2 separate regions of the Pan troglodytes genome follow, and region 2 is linked to region 1. Evidence: chromatin contacts called from public capture Hi-C data. All regions are on one chromosome and are shown on one strand. Each heading gives the region's core, a stretch centred on a gene start, on an enhancer-like site or on the middle of the called end of the contact. The rest is flanking DNA. Distances are from core to core; before and after follow the strand shown.

Region 1 (6,820 bases), core at 1,660-4,159:
ATGTACCCTATAAATATATACACTTACTATGTACCTGTAAAAAAATTTCTAAACAAAGAATCGAGGATATATTTTAAGCATTATCAAAATGATCAAAGAGTAATTTTCAGCCTGAAAGTGGCAGGACAGGAAATCTGACACAACGATGCTCAGGGTTTTCAGCTCCACCAGGTGCTTATATCTTTGCTACCACTGTCTTGGTTATCACTGAGAGATACTTATTAAGGACTTATTTGTGTATAACAAAAATAAATAAAAAACTAATTAGCTCTGATCTCTTTCCTCTAAATCTAACAGTTCATTTAGTTGATGAAAATTTTATAGGCAGAATGATATAATTTATGCTATATGTAGTTATAGTATATACACTAGTCATAATTATACAATTTAAGTTAACTGTGCAAGTAACATTGCAGAGAAGCCAGGTAGAGATATGCTAGGGCACACACTGAAAGACACCCTGATTGGTCTTTAGCCGGGTGAGACATTCTCTGACCATTGAATTCAGCCTAGAATTCACAGCATCCTCTCTACAAATTAACAAATTATATTAACACATACTAGTGATGTTTTGACATGTGTCAAATAGAAGACTGCCAAAAAAAATTCCGAAAAGTAAAATATGGGATGAAATAATCTATTTGGCTTCAGGGGATATTCATAAGACTCTAGCCTCTTCAATTTGTGTCCTAGAAAGTTGCTGAATGGGACAAAATTGAGATGTGATAACAAAATGAGTTAAGACACTTTTCAGTGAGTTCTTTGGATATTTCATAATTCAAAGCAAGAGCTATCAATCTTTTCATTTTAGTTTTTGAAAGACTAAATTTTGTACATATGTTAGACAATGATAAGACACTAATCAAGCTGACTGTTCATCTTTCATTTAGTTAGTCAACCACTAACTAAATGTTATTGGACATAGAAATGTGCTAAGCAGCTTGGGAGATAAGAAAAGGAAGATGAGGTCTTATGCTGGAACAGGAGTAAATGGAGCTGTCTCTGGGCTTTTGTGACCGATGTTGGCCCATCTTGGGGTCCATGGTTGTAAATTACCTGGGAGTGAGAAGGACCCTTTCTTCCATCTCTGCCAGGACTTATCTTGTGCTCTGTAGAACGCCACCTTCCCCAGGGGAGCCAAGCTATTCATTCTTTCTTCATTGAGGTGGTGGCAGATTTGTTTGTCCCCATTTTGCTGATAGCAAAAGTGGAGCTAAGTATATTATAAAGGTCACTTCACAAAAATGTATCTGATTCTATAATCTTAAGATTTCATGGCAAGTAACAGAAGGAAAAGAGTTATAAATGATGAGTCCAAGATTTGCTAGACATTAGGTTCACTACTGTTCTGAGCTGTGCTTCCTGGAAGAATGAGCATATGCAGAGTGACGTCTCTGTGCAGTTAGGAAAAAGAGAAACGTTAGAAAAATCGGTGCATTCACACCTCTCTCCTGCAACCAGAGAGTCTCCAGACCTTCAGTGAGTTTTAAAGTTATGTACTTACTATCTGGAAAGCCACAGTAAAAGAAAAAGAAATCCCCTCGGACAATAGACATATTTGGTAGGATTCTTGAGAGGGATGTGGTAATTTCATAATGGAGAAAACAAACATAAATATTTAAGGAATGATAAGCTCCCTGATGTGGTATGCGATTGCCTGCAGGCATTTCTAGTCAGAGAAGCCATCTGCATCTCTCTCGCAGTATGTCTGCTAATTTATGTCTGTGTGATTAAGATCTTTATTGAAAAATTGTGCAATATCAGGATCAATAGCCAGGCATTGGGAACAGTAGCATACACTCGGAAACCCCTCCTGTGGGATGGATGTGCACTGGAAAAGAACACACTTCCTTCTGCCAGTTAGGTTTTTAGGTTCATGGCCTGAGAAAACAATGAAATCAGTCAGGTATTTAGCAAGGAGGAGCATGATACAATAAAATGTCTCATAATGAATTCAACTCAATTCACTTGGAAAGCAAAGGGTAGGGGCCAAGAAAAAGAATGATTGCATAGTTCAGACCACTCCAAGAAATAATAAATGGACTTATTTACTGTGTCTCAGAACAGCTACCTAGAATGTTTCATTCCAACTGTCCATAACTAAGGTATTAAAAAATAATTGAGAGCAGGATCTGGATGAAAAAGGAAAAAAAAAACCCCTACATTTATTTACACTATTTTTTCAGGGCATACTTTTGGCTCTTCACTTCTTATTTTTGGCTTATCTTGTTCTCTGAGAAATGTATGCAGATCTCCAACTGGAAGAGAGGGTGTGGAGAAACATGGAAAACGCTTGCTTTTATTCCTCTACACCTGAAGTTGCACTGCCCCTAAGACACATAGGATGGAAGAAAAACCCCTTAAACAGGACTTGTAGTCTAGACACTGCCCCACCACCCTCTTCCACCCCTACTCAATCACTTCCCACCACCCACTTGCTCTGGCAGCTGATGTAGGTCCTGATATGTTGCTACGGCCTGACATATATAGTAGTGTCCTTTTCATACAGTGGCTACAAAAGAAGTGGGGTAATGTTTGAAGGGCCACCAGGGAAAGCCAAACTTTCTATGAGAGGTCTGTGCAGGAGCCCTAATTGTTGCTTCTCTGGTGTTTCCAGTTTATCAGTGCAGCACAAAGGAAGCTTTATTTGCATTCAGGGAGTCTCAAGGTATTTTTGCTTCTAGGTGTTCTGTTAGTATAGGCTTCCAGGCCGTAGGCTCAATATCACCATGTAGCACTGTGAATAGAAATCTAAAGACTTGCCTGGAAGCACAGATGGTCATATACCAACTGTCTATTCACAGTGCTAAGTGGTTAACTTGAGAAACAGGGGAGGTGCTATGAGGAGGATCAGCAAGGGTGTCAGCAGCATAGGCCGGGCTGATGCAGTCTCTTTAGCCCAGAAGACTCAGCGGAGGTTGCTAAGCTGCCTTTTCCTTCACAGAAGGCAATATGAAGACTAGAGGTGGGCTAGAGAACTGCAAACAATATTCAGGGAATTGTCATACAGAAAAATTGGCCAACTTTCCTACTATTCTGCTTAGGGAATCAGCACATCGGGTGTTGATACAGCTGATTTATTCTCTGTCAGCCCATCTCCATCCCGAGAAGTACTGTTTGGGGGTTAATGAAACTGGGCTAAACCTATGTAATAGGTCTCAGGCAGATAGTTTTGTCCCCATGATCTGCTTGAGCCAATTTGTACCTATTCAGGAGAGCCAGTTTTGTGCACTGATATCATGTTGGTAGGTTGAAACTGGCCATGGAGGGAGTATTTATATGATGGAAATTGTCAAAGTCTACAAATCAGAGCCGGTTGTTAAACATTTACCAGCACACCGCTGCCTTGAGGCTTTCTCTTTCGGATAGTTTGGACAGAGGAATTCACTTTCCCCTGGGCAGACCTGCCTTGTGCCTCACAATTCTAGCTACTCACCTCTACCTCTAATGCTGCTCCTGGTCTGCTTGCCTCTGATTGAAGTTCTCTGTCCCCTCTAGATTCCTCCAGCGCTATCTCTCTTTTTAAAAAAATTTCCATTTTTATTTTAGATTCAGGGGATACATGTGCAGGTGTGTTATAAGAGTATATCGTGTGGTGCTGAGGTTTGGGCTTCTATGGATCCTGTCACCCGGATAGTGAACATAGTACCTGACAGGAAGTTTTCCAGCCCTTGCCCCCCTCCTTTCCTCCCTCTCTCCTTTTTTCTTAAGCACTTTCTATCTGCAATACTCTTTGGACATTCATGCTTCATCATATAGGCTTGTGTTACTGTTACTGTTTTGCTGTAATCCCTGTTTATATGTTCCTGTACCTTCAACTAGAACATGAGGATGGAGAGAGTGGGTACTGTTTGGGGAATCAGCCATGGTGGTAACAATGTATGTGTGGTAACAGGTGTGTTAGTCTGTTTTCACACTGGTGATAAAGACATACCTGAGACTGGGGAAATTATAAAGAAAAGGGGGTTTAATGGACTCACAGTTCCATATGGCTGGGGAAGCCTCACAATCACAGCAGAAGGCGAAAGGCACGTCTTACATGGCAGCAGGTAAGAGAGAGAATGAGAGCTAAGTGAAAGCGGAAACCCTTTATAAAACCATCAGATTTCATGAGACTTAATCACTACGAGAACAGTATGGGGGAAGCTGCCCCATGATTCAGTTATTTCCCACTGGGTCCCTCCCACAACACATGGGAATTATGAAAGCCACACCTTAAGATGAGATTTGAGTGGGGACACAGTCAAACCATATCAACAGGGGTGGTTCAACACGGGGCTTAGGCAGACAGGAAACTGACTTGAAAGGCATATTGAAATATTTGAAGTCTGGGGCAGCACCCATTAAGTACAAATGACACGATGGAGAGGCTTTGTGGGTCTCATTGGAAGATATTCAAATATTTTCTTAATGTGCCATCCTTGTTAGGCCTGATTTGTGGTTTTTTAAAATCATCACAGTTGGTTTTCAATCAAAGCCACTCAAGAATTAGCCTTGCCTACAGATAGGAGAAGAGATTGTGCGAGGAGTAAATTGGAGCAAGAAACTATCACTATCCACATTCTGCACAACCCAGGAGATCTTTCAGGAGAGTTCTGGAAGAGAAAGGAGGAGGGGGGTATTAGCTAACAGTGTCTGCTGTTTACCGCCATGTGTCTGTTAGCAGGAAGTTTTCCTTAGCTTTTTACACATGATTCTCTTCTCTCCCTTTCTCCTACAAGCATTTGGGGGTTTTATTCCCTGGTGCCCATAGAGTGCCAGCAGGGTCTAACTCTGCTTCTTCTGTTTCCAGAACCCATGGTCTTCTATCCCAAGAGGCCCTTCCACTGAAGATTCTAGATAAAGGTGACCTATCTGAGAAGATCCTTCATCCTCACTTTGAACAACTTCAAAGTTTGCCCTGGGGTCTTGAGTCTGTGATGGAGGAGGTCTGGGTGACTATAGGATGAGGAACCTCCCTTCTCAGTTACACTGAGAGACGGTGTCAGAGTCAGGCTTTTCTGGGGGCATATGAGACTTTGGGGAGGCAGGTTGTCTTGATGACTGTATCTGTGTGGGTTGAGAGTAGGTATGGAAAAGACGGCAGAGAGGAGGATGGTACAGGATCTGTAGGCCCGTCTTTACCCTGGGGTTGCTGGTCTGTGCTCACCATGAGGCCTCGTGCTCACCAAGAGTCTGCCACTTTTCCTCTGCTTCCCAGTCATCCTCGCTGGTTTCACCAAAGACCCACTAATTCCACTAATACGTGGAAGACTCTCAAAGATAAGAAGATGAGTGAGAGAATATAAATAATAAAAGGGTGAGGGCAAAGGAGCAGGTTTATCTTAAACACATTTTTTTTTCCCTGGAGGTGCCTTCTTGTCTACCTAGAGCATATGTTAGTGTCCTACACATGGGGTATTGGGGAGTTCATCTTTGGAAAAGACTTTTGAGTTCTGGGGAGCAAGGATGTCTTGAAAATAGGCTTCAGTGGTTATACATCTGTAAATCTCTAGAACTTCTTTGTATGTTTTTCCTTTGATGTTAACAAACTCCTTTGTGGTTCTACACCTCCATACCTGCTTCATCTGCCTGGTCTGCCCATCCCACCACTGCACCTGAGAAAGTCGGCATCTGTTAAGACTTCCATGAAATGCCCCCATCTCATCAGTGTCAGCCACTTCATAGTTAACTTCAGTTTCCCCATCAGGAAAACAGAGACAATGGTACCTCCTTCATAGGGTTGTTGTGAGGGTCAAACCCCTGTTAAGACATGTAGAACTTCTAGCAGATCTGCATCATATGTGGTATTCAACCAAGGTTCTCCCTCCCTCCCTCTCTTCTGCTAGCCCTCTTCTGGGCTCCCATAGCTCTTTGTTCATAGCTCTCAAGTTTGCCAAACTACCAGTTTCTGTTTCCATGTGTGTTTCTCCAGCTGTACCATCAACTCCTGAGGATAGAGGTTCTTTCTTTCTTTTCTTTCTTTTTTTCTTCTTTTTTTTTTGAGATGAAGTCTCGCTCCGTTGCCCAGGCTGGCGTGCAGTGGCGTGATCTCGGCTCACTGCAACCTCCATCTCCCAGGTTCAGGCGATTCTCTTGCCTCAGCCTCCTGAGTAGCTGGCACTACAGGCACCTGCCACCATGCCTGGCTAATTTTTGTATTTTTAGTAGAGACGGGGTTTTACCATATTGGCCAGGCTGGTCTTGAACTCCTGATTCACCCACCTCAGCCTCCCAAAGTGCTGGGATTACAGGCGTGAGCCACCACGCCCGGCCTAGAGCTTCTTTCTTAATCATCTTTATAGCCTTAGAACCTAACACAAGTCCAGGTACATAGATAATCTGTAAATGTCTGCCAATTGAGTAAATAAAGGAAGGAATGTGTGAATAAAGAAACGCAGTCTGGTTCAGTGGAGGGGGATTAGTTGCCCAGGAGGCTAACCTAAAATAAGAATATAGTGCCAGTTAACTTAGGTTTTTTACAGATAACTCATGTCACTGGCAAAATGCCAATAGATGTTTTCATTTGGTAACTTTAATATTTATCATATAGAATTTGAACATTTGATAGAAAATAAAGATTTGTGGCTGGGTGTGGTAGCTCATGCTTATAATTCCAGCACTTTGGGAGGCCAAAAAGAGCAGATTGCTTGAGCCCAGGAGTTCAAGACCAGCCTGGGCAACATGGCAAAACCTCCTCTCTACAACAGATACAAAAAGTAGCAGGGTGTAGTGGCGAGCCCCTGTAATCCCAGCTACTCAGGAGGCTGAGGTGGGCAGATTGCTTGAACCCAGGAGGTGGAATTTGCAGTGAGCTGAGATCGTGCCAATGCACTCCAGC
Region 2 (6,820 bases), core at 1,297-3,796, 180 kb before region 1:
AAATATGCCTTATCTATATATCTATATTGATATTCATATATAGCTGCATATAGACCCCTGTTTCTTTCTGTGTGTCTAACAACCTTGACATCCCGGATCTTTCAGAATTCTCTGATTTGTAAAAGTGGAGTTGTTTTTGTTCAGGCTCTTCACCTTTTCCGACGTGTATTCCATTCAGAGCCAAGTGTAATCTTTGTGCGTTCTCATACCACAAACAGCTCTTTCAACATTCACTAAAGGTATCTCTAGCACTTAGTGCCATTTTCCATGTGGTAACAACATTCTGATGGCTTTATGACCACTGCTGTGTGCCCTGAAGTGAGGAGAGAATGACATAGGAGGGAGAATTGAGATGGTTAACTGCTTGACCTTTGGAGTAAGACAGACCTGGGACCAAATTCCTGCTCAGCTAGCCCCAATCATACTAGCTCTGTGATCGCTTAATCACTGTAACTAGCTCTGTGATCTTGCTCAAATCACGCCAAGTAGCTATGTGATCTTAATCACACTAACTATAACAGCTATGTGATTTTAATCACACTAGCTCTATGGTCTTGCTCAATCACGTTGACTAGGCGTATGATCTTGAGCAAATTTCTTAACCTCTGAATCTCAGTTTTCTCACCTATAAAATGGGAATGAAGTTGCTATAATCATGGCTAAGTGAGATAACATAGAGGCAATAATTAGTATAGTACCTGGCATATGGCAAATTGAAAAAAATTATTATAACATTGTGATTTTAGAATAGCTAACTAGGGGCCGGGCGTGATGGCTCACGCCTGTAATCCCAGCACTCTGGGAGGCCAAGGGGGGCAGATCACTTGAAGCCAGGAGTACGAGACCAGCCTGGCCAACGTGGCAAAACCCCATCTGTACTACAAATACAAAAAGCAGCAGGGCATGGTGGTGGGCACTTGTAATCCCAGCTACTTGGGAGGCTGACGCAGGAGAATTGCTTGAACCTGGGAGGCGGAGGTTGCAGTGAGCCGAGATTGTGCCACTGCACTCCAGCCTGTGTGACAGAGTGAGACTCTGTCTCAAAAAAAAAAAAAAAAGCTAACTAGGCCAACTAGGCTCACTTACCAAATGATTGTCTCCCAAACACTGGTGTTATGGTGTTCAACATTCAAATTTGAGTCTCAGCAAAAGACAAATTGCTATAGGTCATGGGTCTTTGGTACCACTGTGAACGCTAAATCCATGAATACCAGAGGTTTGGTAAGCTCTGTGGTCCCTCAGCTTCTTCATGGTGTTGGGTCTTTAGAGAGGCTCCGCATATGATTTATTGATTCATGATGGGGGATAATTAGGTAGGAAGAATTAGAGTAGACAGACAGGGTAGTTAGAAAGACAGACTGTTCAGGGCCCTTATAGCCACCTGCATCCAAATGAAACTATATTCTGGGTTGGAGTACAACTTGATCCTCTCTGTGAGAAAGCAGCACGTGGCCTTCTCTAAAGATTTTATGAATGGGAGTGAGAAATGGAGGAGAGCCAAAGATAGCAGCTGGGCTATTCTCTTGGACCATGCAACATAAAAAATCTTTTATGGAATAGGTTCTGCGTTTGTCTGGCACAGTGCAGGAAGGGTAAATGTTCTCTTGCGGCATTCTCCACCCCCTCCCCCATGCCTGCTCTCCTTTGTGATCCCTGGGAGAGAGCACTCCTCCAAGCACAAGCCGAGGACTAAATGGTGCAGGCAGAGTAAAAGAATCCTCCCCTGCCCTGCAAGCCCCACTGGAGGCTGCCGGCCCAGACAGGGCAGGACACAAGGCAGTTGCACAGAGAATAAAGGTGTGTGCATGTGGCTCAGGGATCTGAACAAAGCTCCAGTGGTGACAAGCGTCACAGGAAACCAGACTGAGAGCTGGTCACAGGCCTACAGTGTATGCCAAAGTGTAGCAAATCTGTGGCAGGAGAATATGTGTGGTCGGTTGCATGGAAGCAAAGCTCAGATGATCCAGTTAAGTAGTCATCCATGGGAAGGCTGGGTAAGAGCAGCGCAAGCCGTGGACCATTGGAGTTCTGTGGGTCGGAAACAGGCAACATCAGGAATTAGGGAAGCTGCCCTGCTATGAGGCCAGGTGGTTTTGTTAAAAAAAAATTTTTTTTTTTAATAGAGACAGGGTCTCACTGTATTGCCCAGGCTGGTTTTGAACTCCTGGGCTGAAGCAGTCCTCCTGCCTCAGCCTCCCAAAAGTGCTGGGATTACAAGCGTGAGCCACTGCACCCAGCCTAAATTAAAACAAAAACAAAAGCTAAATCCACTAGCAGAGTCGGAGGAATTGGTTCTGAGATTTTTTGGTTGAGAGGACGCCCCCACCCCCCGCCCGCCGAATACCTTGAGAACCAATTTGTGTTATGAAGCCCAAATGGCTCATTTCTAGGTTCCTTACTAATGTAATCCTATGCAACCCTATACCCTTTTCCTGACCCTCAGCCACTTTTCTTCCTGGCTGAGGGCTGACCTATCACCTTTGGAAGAGAACACAGGCAAAGGAGGAACGGCAGAGGGGGCTGGGGGTGGGGCTGGGGCTGGGATGGCTGGTACACACACCATCTCAGGGTGGCTGGTGGCTGTGTGGGTGTGGGGTGCGCTCTGACCCTCGCCTGCAGGCCGCTTTTTCATAGCATTGCCATCTATGCCTTTGAAGCAGAAAAGAAATCCCACTTTCCTCTGAGGCCCCTTTTGTAGTATGGCTTTCCTCTGGCTGGTTGGATTAGTTAAAATTTCATCAGCTTCCCTTAAAAAAATTTCATCTCATGAAAAGTGAGGATATCTCCTGAAGATGTTTTCCACCTTCAAGAAATAAAGAATCTGATGTGCTCTTATTCTAGAAACTTAGTATCTCTTGTAAGCTTAAACAAGTCAGATGGTGTGCTTTAGAACTATATAGATATATTTGTGGTTGTTCAATGGTTGTATTAAAAGAAAAAAATGAGATTCCCACTCCCTTCTCCACCATCCCAATGTTCTGTGTTCTTCGGGCTGTGAGAGTGGGCAGGTTTACAGACCCTGGCAAAAAAACCCCACACATCCTGAAAACCAACTCAAAATAATAGCAGCCAGCATGAGATGATAAGATCAAAGCAGTAGGGGGCAGTATGACACAATTGAACAGAGGTTGCTAGTCTAATAAAACATCAGAAACAAGGCTCTTTGAGACAACAAAGGCAAAAATTGTGCTAAGAGCTGTAAATCTTGCATGCTAAATTCTGGTGCAAGAGACAGTCATGGTTGTATCATAATTAAACATGCTACTAAAACATAAATTTCTTACTGATAACTTCCTCTTAGTGGCCTTGTTTCCCAAGGAGTGAAACAGAGCTGGTCACCCATTAGCATTAATTGGAAAGATTTCTGGTGTCTTCAGCACAGATTTGCCTTTTGTGTACTGGAAACGACAAAGGAAAAATAAATCACCATTGTCATAGCCATCAGTGTTCCCTAATCATCTTTATGAATATGAGGCTGTGTTAGTGCTGAAGGACGGGGTTTGTTGGTTGACTCCAGCATCTTCCAAACTTGCAGGCAGTGGGTGGAGAAGGTACTGTATTTATAGGTACTGTATTGGTTTCTTTGGGCTGCTATAACAGAGTACTACAAACAGAGAGGCCTTAAACCACATAAATTTATTCTCTCACTTTAGGAGGCTAGAAGTCCAAAATCAAGGTACTGGTAGGGTTGTGCCTCTCCAAGTCCTGTGGGGGTGATACTTGGTTGCCTCTTCTTGGCTCCTAGTGGTGGCCGTAGATCCTTGGTGTTCCTTGGCTTGTGACAGCATAACTCTAATCTCTTCCTCTGTCTTCACATGGTGTTCTCACTGTGTCTCTGTCTTTACATGGCTGTCTTCTTATGAGGACATCAGCTGTGTTGGATTAGGGGCCCACTCTAATCCAGTATGACCTCATCTTAACTAATTATAAGGATCCCATTTCCAAATAATGTCACTGATATGGTTTGGCTCTGTGTCCCCACCCAAATCTCATCTTATAACTCCCATAATTCCCATGTGTTGTGGGAGGGACCCAGTGGGAGATGATTGAATCATGGGGGCAGGTCTTTCCCATGTTGTTTTCATGATAGTAAGTCTCATGAGTTCTGATGGTTATTATAAGGGGAGTTTTCCTGCACAAGCTCTCTTCTCTTGTCTGCTGCCATATGAGATGTGCCTTTCACCTTCCGCCATGATTATGAGGTCTCTCCAGCCACATGAAACTGTAAGTGCAATAAACCTCTTGCTTTCGCGAATTTCCCAGTCTCAGGTATGTCTTTATCAGCAGCTTGAAAATGGACTAATATAGTCACCTTGCGGGGTACTGGGGATTAGTCTTTTTTTTTTTTTTTTTTTTTGAGACAGAATCTTGTTCTGTTGCCCAGGCTGGAGTGCAGTGGCACGATCTCGACTCACTGCAACCTCTGCCTCCTGAGTTCAAGTGATTATCCTGCCTCAGCCTCCCAAGTAGCTGAGATTACAGGCAGCCACCACCACAGCCGGCTAATTTTTGAATTTTTAGTAGTGATGGAGTTTCACCATGTTGGCCAGGCTAGTCTTGAACTCCTGACCTCAAGTGATCCTCCCACCTAGGCCTTCCAAAATGCTGGAATTATGGGTGTGAGCCAGCTCACCTGGCCAAGGCTTTCGATATATCTTTTTTTTGGGGGGGGGGACATAATTTATCCCAACAGGTCATAGATATTTTTGAGTTGTTTGGATTCTGCCACCTGATCTGACCTGTTACCATATCATAGCATCTCTCAAACAGGGCCAGTCAATTCCCGCTGCCTACCAGCCTACTGTATCTTCCTATAAACTATTTGCTAAACAGCTACCTGAATAATCCTTTTAAAATGCAAATTGATCAACACAAGCTCCTGCTTAAAACCCTCCAGTGGCTTCCTATCCCTCTTAGAATTCCCAGGCTTAAGTGATTTGGCCCCTGGTGTTTCTCTGATCTTTCCTTTTTTTTTGGAGACAGGGTCTTGCTTTGTCACCCAGGCTGGAGTGCAGTGGCGTGAACATGGCTCACTTCAGTACAGCTTTGACCTCCCAGGCTCAAGCGATCCTCCCACCTCAGTCACACACGTAGCTGGGACTATGGGGATGCATCACCACGCATGGCTACTTTTTGTATTTTTTGTAGAGATGGGGTTTTGCCATGCTGCCCAGGCTGGTTTCAAACTCCTGAGTTTAAGCAGTTTGCCCACCTCAGCCTCCCAAAGTGCTAGGATTACAGGCATGAGCCACTGCGCCTGGCCTCTTTCACCTCTTTTAACTTCCCTTTCTCCAGCACTTTACTTCAGGTACTTCTCCTTTGACATGACAGGCTCATTTCACCTGGGCCTTTGCCCTGCTATTCCTTGCATCCAGAATGCTCTTCCCAGAAACGTGCATGGCACCCTCCCTCATTTCCTTAAGGGCGATGCTTATATATCACCGTATCAAAAACAACACACTCTTTTTTCTCTGCCTTTTTTCTCTTCACTTATCCGTGTGTGAGAGTTTATCACATATCTATTTGTTTATTACCTGTTTCCTCACTATAGTATAATCTCTATTAGGAGTAAAACTTTGTTTTGTCCACTGCTATATCCTCAGTGTCTAGAACAGAGCCTGGCACACGGTAGGTACCCAATAATTGTCTATTGAATGAATGAATGAATATATCTCATTTAAACCTCAACCTATTTCTCAAGCCAGGTTACAAAGCAAAAGACCTATCAACTACTTGAAGGAAAAGCCAGAAATCAAACCCAGGTTGGCCTGACTCTTTCCAAGATGCAAGAATATCGAATATTTTGCTTATTATTATTGTTATTGTAAAAATGATAATAACTACCATTGATCAGTTGTTTACTTTGTGCAAGGTTGTATTCTAAGCCCTCTGCATGTGTTACTTTATTATACTCAGGATACCTCTCTCAAGTAGTTTTTATTTTCCTCGTTTTATACATGAGGAAATTGCCACTAAGGAAGTTTTAATTTTCCAAATTCACACAATAAGTGGAGAAAAAGAATTCACATCCAGTCAGGCTGGCTTCATAATGTTACTGGCGGCAAGTCTGGGCAGGCTCCACAGTGCTTGATCCTTGTCTTCTTGGGAAAAAGAATTCGGCCAAGAGACAGAGTAGATTTAAGGCAGAAAGGAGAGTTTATTGAAGCAAAGAAAAGTACACTTGGAAGGAACTAAGTAGGCAACTCGAAAGATTAAGTGCCTTGCCTGATCGTTGGTTCAGGGCTCTATAGATCTACTATTTTCTGTTTTTTTTCCCCCTAGTCTTTTCCTTTCATCCCTCCCTCTGGGCAGGCTGTTGGCTAATCAGTGCCTACGCAGCGTTTTGCCATTATCTGGGTGGGGCCACATATGCCAGTTGGTGGCTGAAGTTATGCACATGCTCTCTTAGGGCAGTTTTGCCTTACAGGTCTAGTGTTCCCGGAGGAAGGTCATATCCAGGTCAAACTCTGCCACTTTGCCCCTTTCTGTGCATGCCTGGACATGTCCCCAGAGGAAAGTCAAACTCTACTATTTGTAGTTCTTATTAGGAAGTTCTTGCCCGTAAGCTCAAGATATGTCCTGTTAGGAAATTTCCCTCTCCCTGTTGCCAGCTGCCTGATAATTGCCTGACAGTCACCTGACATTCTTTGGGGCCCTATCCTGCCCTGCTCATATCTGCCTATCTACCTACTCTAACATTAAACGTCTCATATCCGCATACTGACACTAGCTATGTCCGTCTCCCTGTCTATCATTTATAAATTTATCCTGCCATTATTGAGCTCCTATCCCATACAGAGGACAATTTCAGGTGGATAGG

Evidence for each region. Capture Hi-C pulls out chosen DNA fragments and counts their contacts.
Region 2: a capture Hi-C map of stem cell-derived neural stem cells shows a contact between it and region 1, with 2.6 times the contacts expected there. The contact joins two enhancer-like sites. A contact is called at or near these places in 3 of 7 Hi-C or Micro-C datasets (induced pluripotent stem cells and stem cell-derived neural progenitor cells) and 1 of 1 other capture datasets (stem cell-derived neural stem cells).

Annotation. Positions count from the first base shown.
Region 1 is chr15:32,344,775-32,351,594 of NHGRI_mPanTro3-v2.0_pri, reverse strand. All of the region lies in intron 1 of LOC104001998 (a long non-coding RNA gene), which reads left to right. Among named protein-coding and RNA genes, the nearest start is that of EGLN3, 160 kb to the right of the region's middle. Within about 2 kb of position 2,909, at least 2 of the 24 cell types and tissues checked have an H3K27ac peak or open chromatin away from gene starts, as enhancers often do. A contact at or near this core is called in stem cell-derived neural stem cells, where this site is marked.
Region 2 is chr15:32,525,922-32,532,741 of NHGRI_mPanTro3-v2.0_pri, reverse strand. The region is part of intron 1 of LOC104001998 (a long non-coding RNA gene); the gene reads left to right. Among named protein-coding and RNA genes, the nearest start is that of SPTSSA, 160 kb to the left of the region's middle. Within about 2 kb of position 2,546, at least 8 of the 24 cell types and tissues checked have an H3K27ac peak or open chromatin away from gene starts, as enhancers often do. A contact at or near this core is called in stem cell-derived neural stem cells, where this site is marked.